Linked DNA regions of Mus musculus: region 2 is linked to region 1. The links are chromatin contacts, called in public ChIA-PET maps. All regions are on one chromosome and are shown on one strand. Each heading gives the region's core, a stretch centred on a gene start, on an enhancer-like site or on the middle of the called end of the contact. The rest is flanking DNA. Distances are from core to core; before and after follow the strand shown.

What was found. ChIA-PET counts read pairs in DNA pulled down with a chosen protein or histone mark.
Region 2: an RNA polymerase II ChIA-PET map of memory CD8 T cells shows a contact between it and region 1, with 8 read pairs. The contact joins two enhancer-like sites. A contact is called at or near these places in 2 of 484 Hi-C or Micro-C datasets (Th1 cells and embryonic fibroblasts), 2 of 115 datasets of contacts at active chromatin or transcription factors (effector CD8 T cells and memory CD8 T cells) and 1 of 9 other capture datasets (liver).

The regions. Positions count from the first base shown.
Region 1 is chr6:8,556,528-8,562,134 of GRCm38.p6, forward strand. Glcci1 (glucocorticoid induced transcript 1) reads left to right here. Exons shown (of 8, transcript NM_133236.3): 3 at 1,973-2,059. Among named protein-coding and RNA genes, the nearest start is that of Glcci1, 50 kb to the left of the region's middle. Within about 2 kb of position 2,749, at least 6 of the 459 cell types and tissues checked have an H3K27ac peak or open chromatin away from gene starts, as enhancers often do. A contact at or near this core is called in memory CD8 T cells, where this site is marked.
Region 2 is chr6:8,728,836-8,735,169 of GRCm38.p6, forward strand. The region is part of intron 6 of Ica1 (islet cell autoantigen 1); the gene reads right to left. Among named protein-coding and RNA genes, the nearest start is that of Ica1, 46 kb to the right of the region's middle. Within about 2 kb of position 3,841, at least 60 of the 459 cell types and tissues checked have an H3K27ac peak or open chromatin away from gene starts, as enhancers often do. A contact at or near this core is called in memory CD8 T cells, where this site is marked.

The DNA of each region.
Region 1 (5,607 bases), core at 1,499-3,998:
GTTGAGGACTGTGTTTCCAAACTCTGTGGAATAACGTTCTTCATGCTGTTAGGGAGTAAGTATGTTTGCTGTCAGTCCCAGTAGTGGTGAAAGCAGGGAAAGGAAAGCAGATTTCAAAGGTGTGCATGGATTTGAGCTTTTAGACTCTACAGTATATCGTATGTGGAATAGAAAAATGGAAGAAATGATTTCCCCCAAATTTATTTGCCATGGGACTCTTTTATTAAACATTCTTACTAATATCTAGAAGCAAAGCTATAAGTAGCATCTTTTCTAAAATTCAGTCCAGATTGTAGACAAAGTAATGGCAGTTTGACTTTGGGTCTCACTAAAAAGGAGAGAACCTCTACTATTTGTATTTTCTTCACTTAGTTTTCTGCTTACAATTTTTAAACATTTATGACATATTCAACATTGAAGAAATTGGTTTAACATTTATTTAGCTTCTCTAGCATACTCATTTCTATGACTGAATTTTCTCTGCGACTGTACTTTCGGTTTATAAATGTTGTGATCTTTTGTTTTGGGGTTTTGTGGCAAAAGAGTGCTACTTAGAAGAAATCTAAGTCACGTTATGCAAAACCTCAACATTCTGACACATTCACAAAGGAAAATTCTGTGATAGATTATTAAAGATGATATCATTTCAGGGCTGAATTATTTTCAGGTTGTCCTATCTAGCACTGAACTTAGGAAATTTTGATAATTTCTGACAAACATTATTAAATGTATAATTTCTTATTCTTCTTGTCAGTTGAATAAGATACCGTTCAGTTGATGAAATGCCTCTCTTTCATAGCAAACCCTCAAGCAGCCTTGCTCTTCTCTACCTAATTGCTATTCAATTGTCACTAGTTGGTTTTAGACAATTGACACTTTTAAGAGGGAGTAATTTTAAAGATGCTCATAAGCATTTGAACTGTATAAATAAACTGGAATGATGGCTTCTTTATCTCATTATGCAGATTCTCAAGTGCATGCAATACAAAAAACATTTTAATGCCACATGTATTTATTGTGGTAATCATTACTCATTGTCTCCGGGCTTTCATTTTTTCTAATTTACATTATACTAGATTTTTCTCAAATGTTAAAGTGTGGTATTTTAGCTTTTTTTTTTTTTAACAGAACTCCTAAATTTCTTACTTTATGGCAATACTTAAGGTTAAATTAGTGTTATACTTTAGTTAATATGTATTAGTGCTTAAATAATTGAGAGTTATATTTTAGTTTAAATGACTTTCATAGTAGCTTCATTTTTTTAAAAAAAAGCTGCATTACTTTCATTTTAAATCAATACATTTGATTTATATTTGTTTTTAATTTTTTTCTGTTAGGTTTTATATTAACTGTATTTTTAAAATGAAGTTGACTAATCCTTTTCACCAAAGAGAATCCTCTCAATATTTTCTTCTCTTAGTGAAATGACCGTCTACACAGATGTTTGTTACATAAGCCATCCGCACTACACATGGCTCTGAAAGTTCTTTTTATCTTCTGTCTGTTGTAGTTTGTCTCTATAAAATTTCAGTATGTAATCTGGGAAGTGCTTATGCACGCCTTTAATTCCAGTACTTGGGAGGCAGAGAGGCAGGCACATTTCTTGCGTTCTAGACCAGTCTGGCCTACAAAGTCAGTTCCAGATAGCCAGTGCTACACAGAGAAAGCCTGACTCAAAAACTAAAACAGTATCAAAACAAACAAACAAACATCAGTATGTAAGTCTTCATGATTTTATTAGGATTTGCTGTTATTAATGCTGATGTGAAAGTATCAAATGATTTTTAATGTAGATGACTCAGATGTCTCAGATTTATCAGGTCTGATTAATTAACATTTAAAAGGCTTTATAAATGCTAAGAAAGTATTATAGTTACTTGAAATTAAGTAGTAACGTTATAGTTACTTGAAAGTAAGTAGTGACATTTCCATTTCTTAACATTTTGATTTGTCTGGTTGGTTTGTTTTAAAGACACCTAGTTGCTGGGCAGAAGAGGGAGCAGAAAAACGATCACATCAGCGCTCTGCATCATGGGGAAGTGCTGATCAACTGAAAGAGGTAAGTTATTTTTTTATTTCATTCTAAGGCTTGTTTAGATCTCCATGGGTTGTTGTTTTTGTTTTGTTTTGTTTTTTTAAACTATTTTCCAATAGTTGTTAGACTTCCCTTTATTGTAACCTACTTTCTCATACAGAATTGAATCTTACATTTTGTTCAAAAGTGAATTTTTCTTGCTTGTAATTTTTATATTCTCAATAAATGTCTGGGTACCCCCATCAACTGTAGCTTTTCTAGAATGAACTCTGGTCTTGTATAATGATCTTTATATCACTGTTTTTAGTTATCTTTATTTCTCCCTTAGCTTGCTTTTTTTAAAGTCACAGCAAGTAGAACCATATATAATAGCTTTATACAATGATAAGATAGTACTTTTTGTTTTCTGGTAGCTTTTTTATGATATGTAACTTATTATGACCTTTTGGGACCCAGTAGTACAGTAGAAGCCAAATCTTGTAGAAATGATCTACTCTGTGATTTATTATGAATAACATCTATATTTATACTATATTATTTTTTCCTGTTAGTTTTATCTTTATAAATCATTTTAATTCTTACCTATTTGTCCTTTCAAAGCTATAGAAACCTAAAGTTAAAATATCTGGTTCAGAGATCTCTTAGGTAAGCCCTTCTTCTGAAGATGACTATCTCATCCTTGTCACATCTTCTCAGTGGTGAGAACTCATCTTTTAAGGTCACTACTGTAGTCATGATTACTTAGCAGAGCTCACTAAGTATGTTTTTATTTCCTTTCTAGTGCTATGATAAAACACCATGACCAGAAGCAACCTAGGGAAGAAAGGGTTTATTTCAGTTTACAGGTTGTAGGTTACAGGATATAGATTCAGGAAAACCAAAGTAGGAACTAAAGCAGAGACCATGAAGAAGTGCTGCTAACAACTTTTTGTTACACATGGCTTGCCTACATACCTTTCTTATACAACCCAGGACCACCTCTCCAGGTGTGTCACTGCTCATAGTGAGTGAACCTTCCCGTATCAATCATTAAGCTAGAAAATGCCCTATAAAGTTGCCTACAGGCCAATCTGATGGAGACATCTTTCTCAGTTGAGGTTCCTCTTCCCAGGTAATTGTAGCTGTGTTAAGTTGACAAAATGCACAGTTTTTATATTTTGAACTCAGAATGAAATCACTTAGTTTTACTGCTAACTTGTATCAGTGTTGTCTGCTTGAAATTTCTGCAAGTTTGGCAGTAAGCCAGTTTTGCTGTGTTAAGCATAGACATTCTCTCAGATTTTATTTATATGTGTATGTGCCCACTTGTCTGTATGTGAACCACATGCTTCTAGTGCTAATGATGGCCAGCCAGGGCCATGATTCTCCTGGTTCTCATAGTAACTGGAGTTACTATGAATCAAACCTGGGTCTTCCACAACAGCAAGTCCTGATGACTGCTGAGCCAGCTCTTCAATCTCAGCATTTCTCTTGAATGCTTTTCCTATGCAGAGTTTCAGACCTACCAGTATTAATTTTTTATACACTTTAAGTTGTCAGGTTTCTCACATACTATGATGTCTAAACCAACTGGTCTAATAGCATGATACTGTCTATGATTTCATTTTTAGCCACTTTTTAATGTTGTGAATGTAGAAAATCTATAATTCTGGCCTATCTCTTACCCAAATACATAGTGAAAGTAGATTTCTTTATCAGGATCAGAGTAAAAAGAAGCTTGGTTTAATACATCTAGGCTGAAATAGACATCACTTGTAGAATATATATAAATAATGGAAAAGCCAAATTTGTCATTTTGTCTCAGTTCAGTATAGTTTCAGACATACTGCAAGTATCTCACATGGCTGTGGTATAAATGAATGTCTATAGTAACACATGATATTTGCTACTAAGAGGGAACACTGAAATTAGAAGAATTGATTGTTCTCCCTGTAAAACAACCATAAAGCCAAACAAAATTGTCAAAATAAATATTTCAGTGAAAATAATTGAGCAATTTTATTTATGAAGGAGATTCAAGATGCCTTTGGAAAACCCAGTTTAGATTGTAAAAGACTATAACTTAAAGGGCAGTTCTGTGTACACACACACACAAACATGCACACACGCACACACACACACACGCACAGGAGGGGGGAGAGAGAGAGAGAGAGAGAGAGAGAGAGAGAGAGACAATGAATTAATGTTTTCTTCAAAACCTTGCTTTGTCAAGGTTTTGTTGTTCTTTCAGTTTTATAGCTTATTATATCTTTGCCATTAAGGAAGTTGCTTAGTGAAGTGGTTGAGATTCTGACTGGCACATATTTGTAGTTAAACATTAATAACGGATCACTTGCACAGCATTGTGAAGTACTAAAAAGGGGTTAGAAATGGAAGGTCAAAGACAAGATTTACCATGGATTTATTAGGTTTCTCACATGGCAAAGGTACTTTATTTTTAAGTGTTTTACCACCTGAAAAATGGATATAATTTTGGGAATGTTTTTGAAAAGTTAGTCTGTGATCTTGTTACTTTTCTTTATTGTAGTAAGCCAAAGAAGAAACATTTTTAATCTTTCGGAGTACAGTTCATTGTGAGAGGGGAGTCAGGGCAGGGATGTTGGATGAGCCATAACAGAGCACTACCTCTGCTTCTTGCTTTGTCTTCTTGCTTGCTCCCTGACTCACGATAAAGTGGCTTTTTATACAACCTTAGTTCACTTGCCTAGGAATGTTGCTGCCCACAGTAGGCTGGGCCTTCCCATGTCAGTCCCATGTCAGTCCTGAGAGTTCCTCATAGCCATGGCCACAGAACAGTCTGATTTGGGTTATTCTTGAACTGAGCTTCCTTCATTCCAAGAGACTCTTCAGTTTTGCCAAGCTGGCAGTAAGATCTAATCAGCACAGCCTGCTACCTTTGTTAATACTGGATTGATAGTTATAAATACACTTCTGTGTTAAAACGTTGTTTATGAAAGTTCTCCTAAAGCAAGCTGCGTTTGCGATTTTTGTATGTGAGCTGTCTCTGTCTATCCCTGGGTCGTTTATGTAAGATTGTATTTGAACAGATAGATGAATGTATAGGAATCAGTTTGCTTTTAGCTAGACTGTAGACTGTTTCTAGGGATACGTAATATTTAAAAGCATTAAAGCTTGGTATTTTTTGCATTAAAGCTTGTTATATACTCCCTGTTTAATATCAAAAGTAATAACAGCCCAAGATTTAAAGCCAATTTCATTTTTAGAAAAATTAGATAGTCGTTTATGATTATTTATAAAAAGCAAGTGATATAATGCATCTGCTAAATGCCTTATTCTGGTTCATTTATTTTCATAAAATTTAGCTTCTTCTAACTTTTTTTAAAATTTTTTTCCCCAAAGCATTTATTTGAAATTTTATTTCTTTTTTTTTTAATATTTTTTATTTTTTATTTTCCTCATTTACATTTCCAATGCTATCTCAAAAGTCTCCCATACGCTCACCCCCACTCTCCTACCCACCCATTCCCACTTTTTGGCTCTGGCATTCCCCTTTACTTGGGCATATAAAGTTTGCAAGTCCAATGGGCCTTTCTTTCCAGTGATGGCCAACT
Region 2 (6,334 bases), core at 2,591-5,090, 170 kb after region 1:
AGCTGCTCTGCTAAGTATGAAACCCGGACCCAGAAGCAGGTCGTCTTCAAATGGTTTAGCGCCAGGTTCCACATGAACGTGCGTTCAGCGTGACAGGCGAGAGGGCGGCCCCCTTTCCGGCTGCATCCCGTTTCCCGAGACGAACGGCTCTCTGCACCGGACCCCGGTCCCAACGCCCGGCACTCTGATTACATTCTTACATATCTATTTCTCTGTGCCATGCTGTCCAACACGACATTCATTCTGTTTTCTTCCTGACACGCTTTTCACAGCACTATCCATTGGTCAGGATACGCAGCAGGCGATTCCATGATGAGTAGGTGAAATGGAAGAGTGGGTCTTGTCATTGCACCTCCACTTCCATAGACACATACGGGGTCACCGCATCTGCCCTTGAAAGAAGCCTCTTGGTACTGCCAGGGACTGAGACACAATTCCTAAGCACTGGCCTAATGAAGGCAAGCAGCTAGAAAACACGGCATGTGGAATTAAAACTTTCACTGCATGTCTTTGTGGTTTTCTTTCCTTTGTTCTTGGGGGAGGGACAAGTATGAGCTGTTTGTATTTCCCATACAGTCTCAGCTTTCCCTGCCTGCTTAAATGTCCTTGAGGCCCCAGACACAGAAATAGACCTGAATCATGAAATCATGAATCATCATTATTTTGATTATATGCAGAGTCTCAGTCAGTCTCTCTCTCTCTCTCTCTCTCTCTCTCTCTCTCTCTCTCTCTCGCTCTCTGTGTGTTTGTGTAAATGAACTACACAGCATCAGAAAGGTGTGCATCGTGTTTTCTCTCATTTTAAGATTCTACATTTTCTATAGCTACATACAGTTGTGAATATATATGACATGGCACAAAAGTGAAATTGTGTAGGATCACAAGGGGACAGATGGGAGGCAGAGGGGGAAGAAAGGGGAGAGATTTGGGGAGGGTGTACTCAAAGCACATTATATACTAAAATGCCCTTATAAAACTCAGTATCATATACAATGAATACATGATAGTTAAAATACTATTCAAAAAATGGAAAGAAAAATTATCGAGTTGAGTCTGAACTATGGGCATTATGTGATACTTAGCAGCATCTCTCTGGTCCTTTCTCTAGTGTTCTCAGGTTTCATCCTGACACCGAATGGCCATGTATGGAATTAGAAATTTAAGGGATAAAGCCTGCAGTGTTTTAAAGCATCACATGTCAAAACCAGATACACGTCTGCATTTGTATGAACTATTGTCTTGTTTTGTTTTTTGTTCTTTTGTTTTGTTTTGTTTTGTGAGGCAGGGTTTGTCTGTGTAGCCCTGGCTATCCTGGAACTCACTCTGTAGACCAGGCTGGCCTCCAATTCAGAAATCTGCCTGCCTCTGCCTCCCAAGTGCTGGGATTAAAAGTGTGTGCCACCACTGCCCGGCTGAACTGTTGTCTTAAGGACAGTTGAATATTTCACAACAGAAGATAGGGAGCCAACCAATTTCCTAATGTGAAACTTCTTACCATCAACAGCACAGGAGGTCCTCTCAGAAAATTGAAACTAGTGCTACCATATGAGCTACCAGTCCCTAGGTATCAGCCCAAAGGAGTTGCATTCAAAGAGACCTGGTTTAGAAGGTAAAATACATGAGGTTTTTTTGTCCACAAGTAGAAGTGAATAAATCATCAAGTTCTTCATGGTGTCATGCATGACTCCAAGCAGTGCTGGCAAGTTGTGAAGGGTCAGAGAGTGAGTGCTATCGGCTTTGCAGGCCTCCAGCCTCTGTTGTGGTCACTCCACTCTGCCACGATATTGTGAAATCAGCTACAGGCAGTAAAGAACACATGGAGAAAGGTATATATCAATACCCTTCTACCCCTGATGAATTCTTCCTCAACAACAACAATAATAAAAGCAATAATATCTGTATGCAATGGGTATTACCAGCTTGCAAACATCAAAGACTCCTCTGACCAAGAACTATGAATGAAATCACCTGATTTTTCCCCCAGCCAACTAAGGAGGTGAGTGGACTCAGCAAGAGGAGAATGTCCTTGAGGAGGAAGGCCAATAATGCTTTTGAGGTTAAGTGCTCGCCCATCCCAGTGGCAGTACGTCATCTTCACGGGTGAGCTTACCGATTTCAGAGCTTAATGAGCTAGAGAAAAATAATGACACAGAGGAAGCCTGATTGCATTTAGTAGATGCAAAAATGAGACTTAGGCTTAAGTGTCCCCAGATGGTGTAGGCAGTGTGGGGAGCTTGACTCTAGGACACAGGCTCCATACTCCTTCCTGTTTGCAGTCAGGGGCCGCAGCCGCCAGCTCTGCCAGCGGTATCTCTTCTGAGGGTGTTAGTCTAGTCTTAGTGTAGCCCTCAAGCAGGGAGGGAGAAAAACCAATACAGAGACACCAAGGCCCAAAGGCCTCATCCTAGGAGAGCCAGAGTCGAAAGCCAGCCCGTAATTATGAGTTCCCTTCCAAGTTGTACCATGTGAAAATTTAGGCTTTTCCTGTGGCATTTTGGCAGCAAGATTCACTGTGCTTGGGGGGACCCACAAATAACAACTGCTCCAGTCAGACATCTAAAGCAAACAAACACGGGCACATACCAAAACGAACCAACAAACACTACAAACTATGAAACAGATACATTTTAAAAGAGCATTAACTTTATAAAAAGAATTTTCACCTCACTTCATAAAAGGGCTCAACCCATATGTAGAATTGTACAATGAGCAGAGGCAGAAGAGACAATGGAGTCAGGCGCGCGCCCCCCCCCCTTTTTTTTTTTAAACAGGAACAAAGAAAAGCCCAGGAAGGTTAAAGTTCTGCTTACTTAACATCTGCCCACTGTACAGACCAAACAAAAGATTACCTATTCAGTCAACCCTGGCTGCTGGTGGGGCTCAGACCTACTCAGGCTTTGAATGGAAGTACAAACTGGTTTTATCCACAGAGTGGAGATGCAAGGCATACCCTGAAGGCCTCTATCACAGGGCCAGGAGAAAGGGGAGTGGAGCAAGCCTGTAATACTTAGAGGCTCGACTCCCCGGGGACCTGCCCTCAATTGCTGAAAGAGCCTGACCTCTGACAAGAACCAACGATTTCAGCAGTAATTAATAAAACTGTCAAATTAATTAACCCAAGTCTTTGTTCACAGGGGAAAAAAAAATGAAACATCTATTACCAATACTGCTGTTTATCAGTTGTAGAACAAACTCTTTGACTCAGACTGTCACCACTGGGACACAGGGTCACTACAGACTGGTGTCTCTAAGGAAGGTCCTACCTAGTAGACTGCCCATGCTTGTTAATAAGCCTTAGTGTACCGTGTCCTTTGATGACATGACCAGTGGATTAACAGGGCTCTACAACCTAATGGTATTTCTAACGGAGACAGACAGGCCTAAGAATCCCACCCTGTATCACTCACAGTTCCCAGAATGCCTTTCAGAGATCCCTTTGAATTACTGTAATGAAACACTGAGCTAATGCTGCAGGATTTAATTAAACTATTTAGTAAATGGCTCAGGTTAAGGCAGTGGTTCCTGCACCCTTGACTATAAAGGCTGAGTCCTACAAATGCCCACATATACATTTCCATGCTATCTCTTTAGAGGCTTCAGAACTATTTTCTTACACCTAGGCTAGCTTTTATTCCATTTAGAATAATTACCTCCCATCCCATTTCTGACGTTCAAGAAAAACAAGACACTTAATTGACCACAGAGGCTCTCAAGGGCACAGACTTCAGAGGCTCTGCTGGGCTCTCAGCTTCAGCTGATGTAATCTGCTATGAGAAGCTGGGTTCTATTTTTAAATCCTACCCTCTTACTCTACCTTCAAAGGGCACATATATCACACACTAACCTCACTCATAAAATACCGCGTGGTACTAGGGTGAACCATGATGTGAGGAGGAGCCTCCTACAGTACAGGGACAAGCAGCCCCACCTACATAAATCCACCCTTGGGTTCCTACGAGGTAGCCTGGAGAGCTGCTCCATGTGGCCCTGACTCTCCATATATCTCTTTTCTCCGAGTCATTTTGACAAGGAGCAGATGACTAGCAGGGCTCTTGCAGAGGGCTAGGAGCAAGCTTTGGTCTCTGTGTCCTCAGTTCTCTGACAGGAACACTTAGTCACAACTCCTAATGTTGATGTGCGGAGCCATCTCTAGCCCCTGGGCTTCAGAGAGTGCCAGATCATTTGCTTTGTTTTATGTGAAACTTTCACTCACCAGCTCTGTCTTGCGCACTCGTGACTGTGCTGTATAAAAGGTTTCAAGACATTTGAGAAATGCTAGGGGGGGAAATTAACCCAATGTTGGAGGTGAAAATTCCCTTCCAATTTGACTTTCATTTATGTTTATTCTGGCTTTGTAATCAAAGTGACGCTTTACTGAGTCTACCAGAGGTCAGACTGTGTTTCTCTCTGGTCTTCATCCTGCCAGGACCCAGGTGTGCCATATTTTATTTGGTTTCTACTCTTCTGCTCCCTGTTCTAACATGACATCTGACTGAGTTGTGAACACAAATTTTGTAACACCCATCCCTTTCTCAACACTTTTTCCACTCCCTCCTTACAGATTTGTGTGTGTGTGTGTGTGTGTGTGTGTGTGTGTGTGTGTGTGTGTGTATTTTGTACTTTCAAATGGAGTCAGACAGGTCTAAGAATCCCACCATATATCACTCACAGATCCTAGAAGGCCTAGAATATGTTTGCGTGTGCGCGCGTACACGCATTCGCGCATGTGCATGTGTGTCTGTGTATCTATATCTCTTTCTCTAGTCTTGCTTGTCTCTCAGGCCATGTTGCTTAGGCACCTATGTCTCTACATTTACATCACTTGATGCTGCTTCTAGGAGTTCTATTGCTTCTACCTCGGGCCTTTGCCCACATTGACTCCTCAGCTAACCACTGCTGTTTCCCACCCCTCTGTCCAGGTCCTTTCTATTTGTCTTGGTTTCTTTTCTGTTGACAAAAGCAACTGTATGGCGGATGGGTTTCTTTTAGCTTATTGTTCAAGGCACAGCCTATCATAAAAGCAAATCAAGGCGGCAGGAGCTTGAAGTAGCTGGTCATATTGCTCTCACAGGCAGAAGAAAATCGTCTGCTCTCTCAACTCTCCCTCTTTTCTTCATTCACTCCAGGACCCAAGCCATGAAATGGTTCAGTCTACAATTAAGATGGGTCTCCCCACATCAATGAATGTAATTAAGATAACACTATCTTGTCAGGCTCAGCCCAGAGACCAGCTCCTAGGTGATTCTAGACGTCAAGTTGACAAACAAGAACTACCATACTATTGTTCATTCTTTGTTATTGTTGGGGGGAGGGGTGCTGCCTCATCTGGGATGCCCTGTCTAGATTTTTTATTTGTAGTACTATTTCAACTCAGATGACCATTCAACACACTGCCTCCTGTTTACTTGTCTCATGCCCAAATGATCACACGAGACAGGAGCTACACTCCTCTGTGGTAGCTGGCATGTAACTGGGCTTCAATATCATTTGTTGACTATGCAAATGAATGAATGGACACATTCTGAAAATTCCAAATAGGGGGTCATAACCATGAAAGTAAAAATTAGAACTTTGTCTCCTCTAGAATACGTGAAGTCCTGGCTTTATCAGCTGCACTGGGGAGGAGGAGGTAAAGCTGAGGAGACAATGCCTTACAGACACACCTTGAGTCTTTGAGGCCAGTGACTTAGGTAACACACTCCTGGGAGATAAACAGAGACTCTATTTAAGATGGGATCTCACCTGCACAGGACTCTAAAGCTAACGTAGAGTTAATTTGCAAATACACTGTAGCAGAACCGAAAACTTGCATTTTAGAGCATTCCAGAGACAGCAGCAAACCACACAGTCCTGCTTTTTGTTTTTACCTGAGCAATCACATATGCTGATTTCCAAGGCACCAGGAGGTCACCTACATGCAATGGGGATGGTAAGTGATCTAAGGAGAGGTCCTCTGGCCCCTTAGACTCTGCCTGGAAGACTTGCCATGTAAGTGCCAACTTGGGGCTGGGCACAGGACTGACTCTGGGGTTAGGCTCTGGAGAGAACCAATGCAGTCTCCTGTTCTCCTCGAGTCAAGAATAACCAAAAATTACGCTTGAAGATCACTCTTCTCTCAAAAATATTCTATCCCCAAGTCCAAGTTCACCACATCCAGCTATTAAATTGAATCCAGCACACACAGGATTAGGGGGGGCAGGCACAGCTTCAGCTACTACTTCGCAGTAAAGGATTCAAAATAAAAACCAAACCTACCCATATTTTCCAGGATGGAGATTGATGGCATTAAACGATGGCAAATGTTTCTATGTTCAAACCAAATGACGAAGAACTT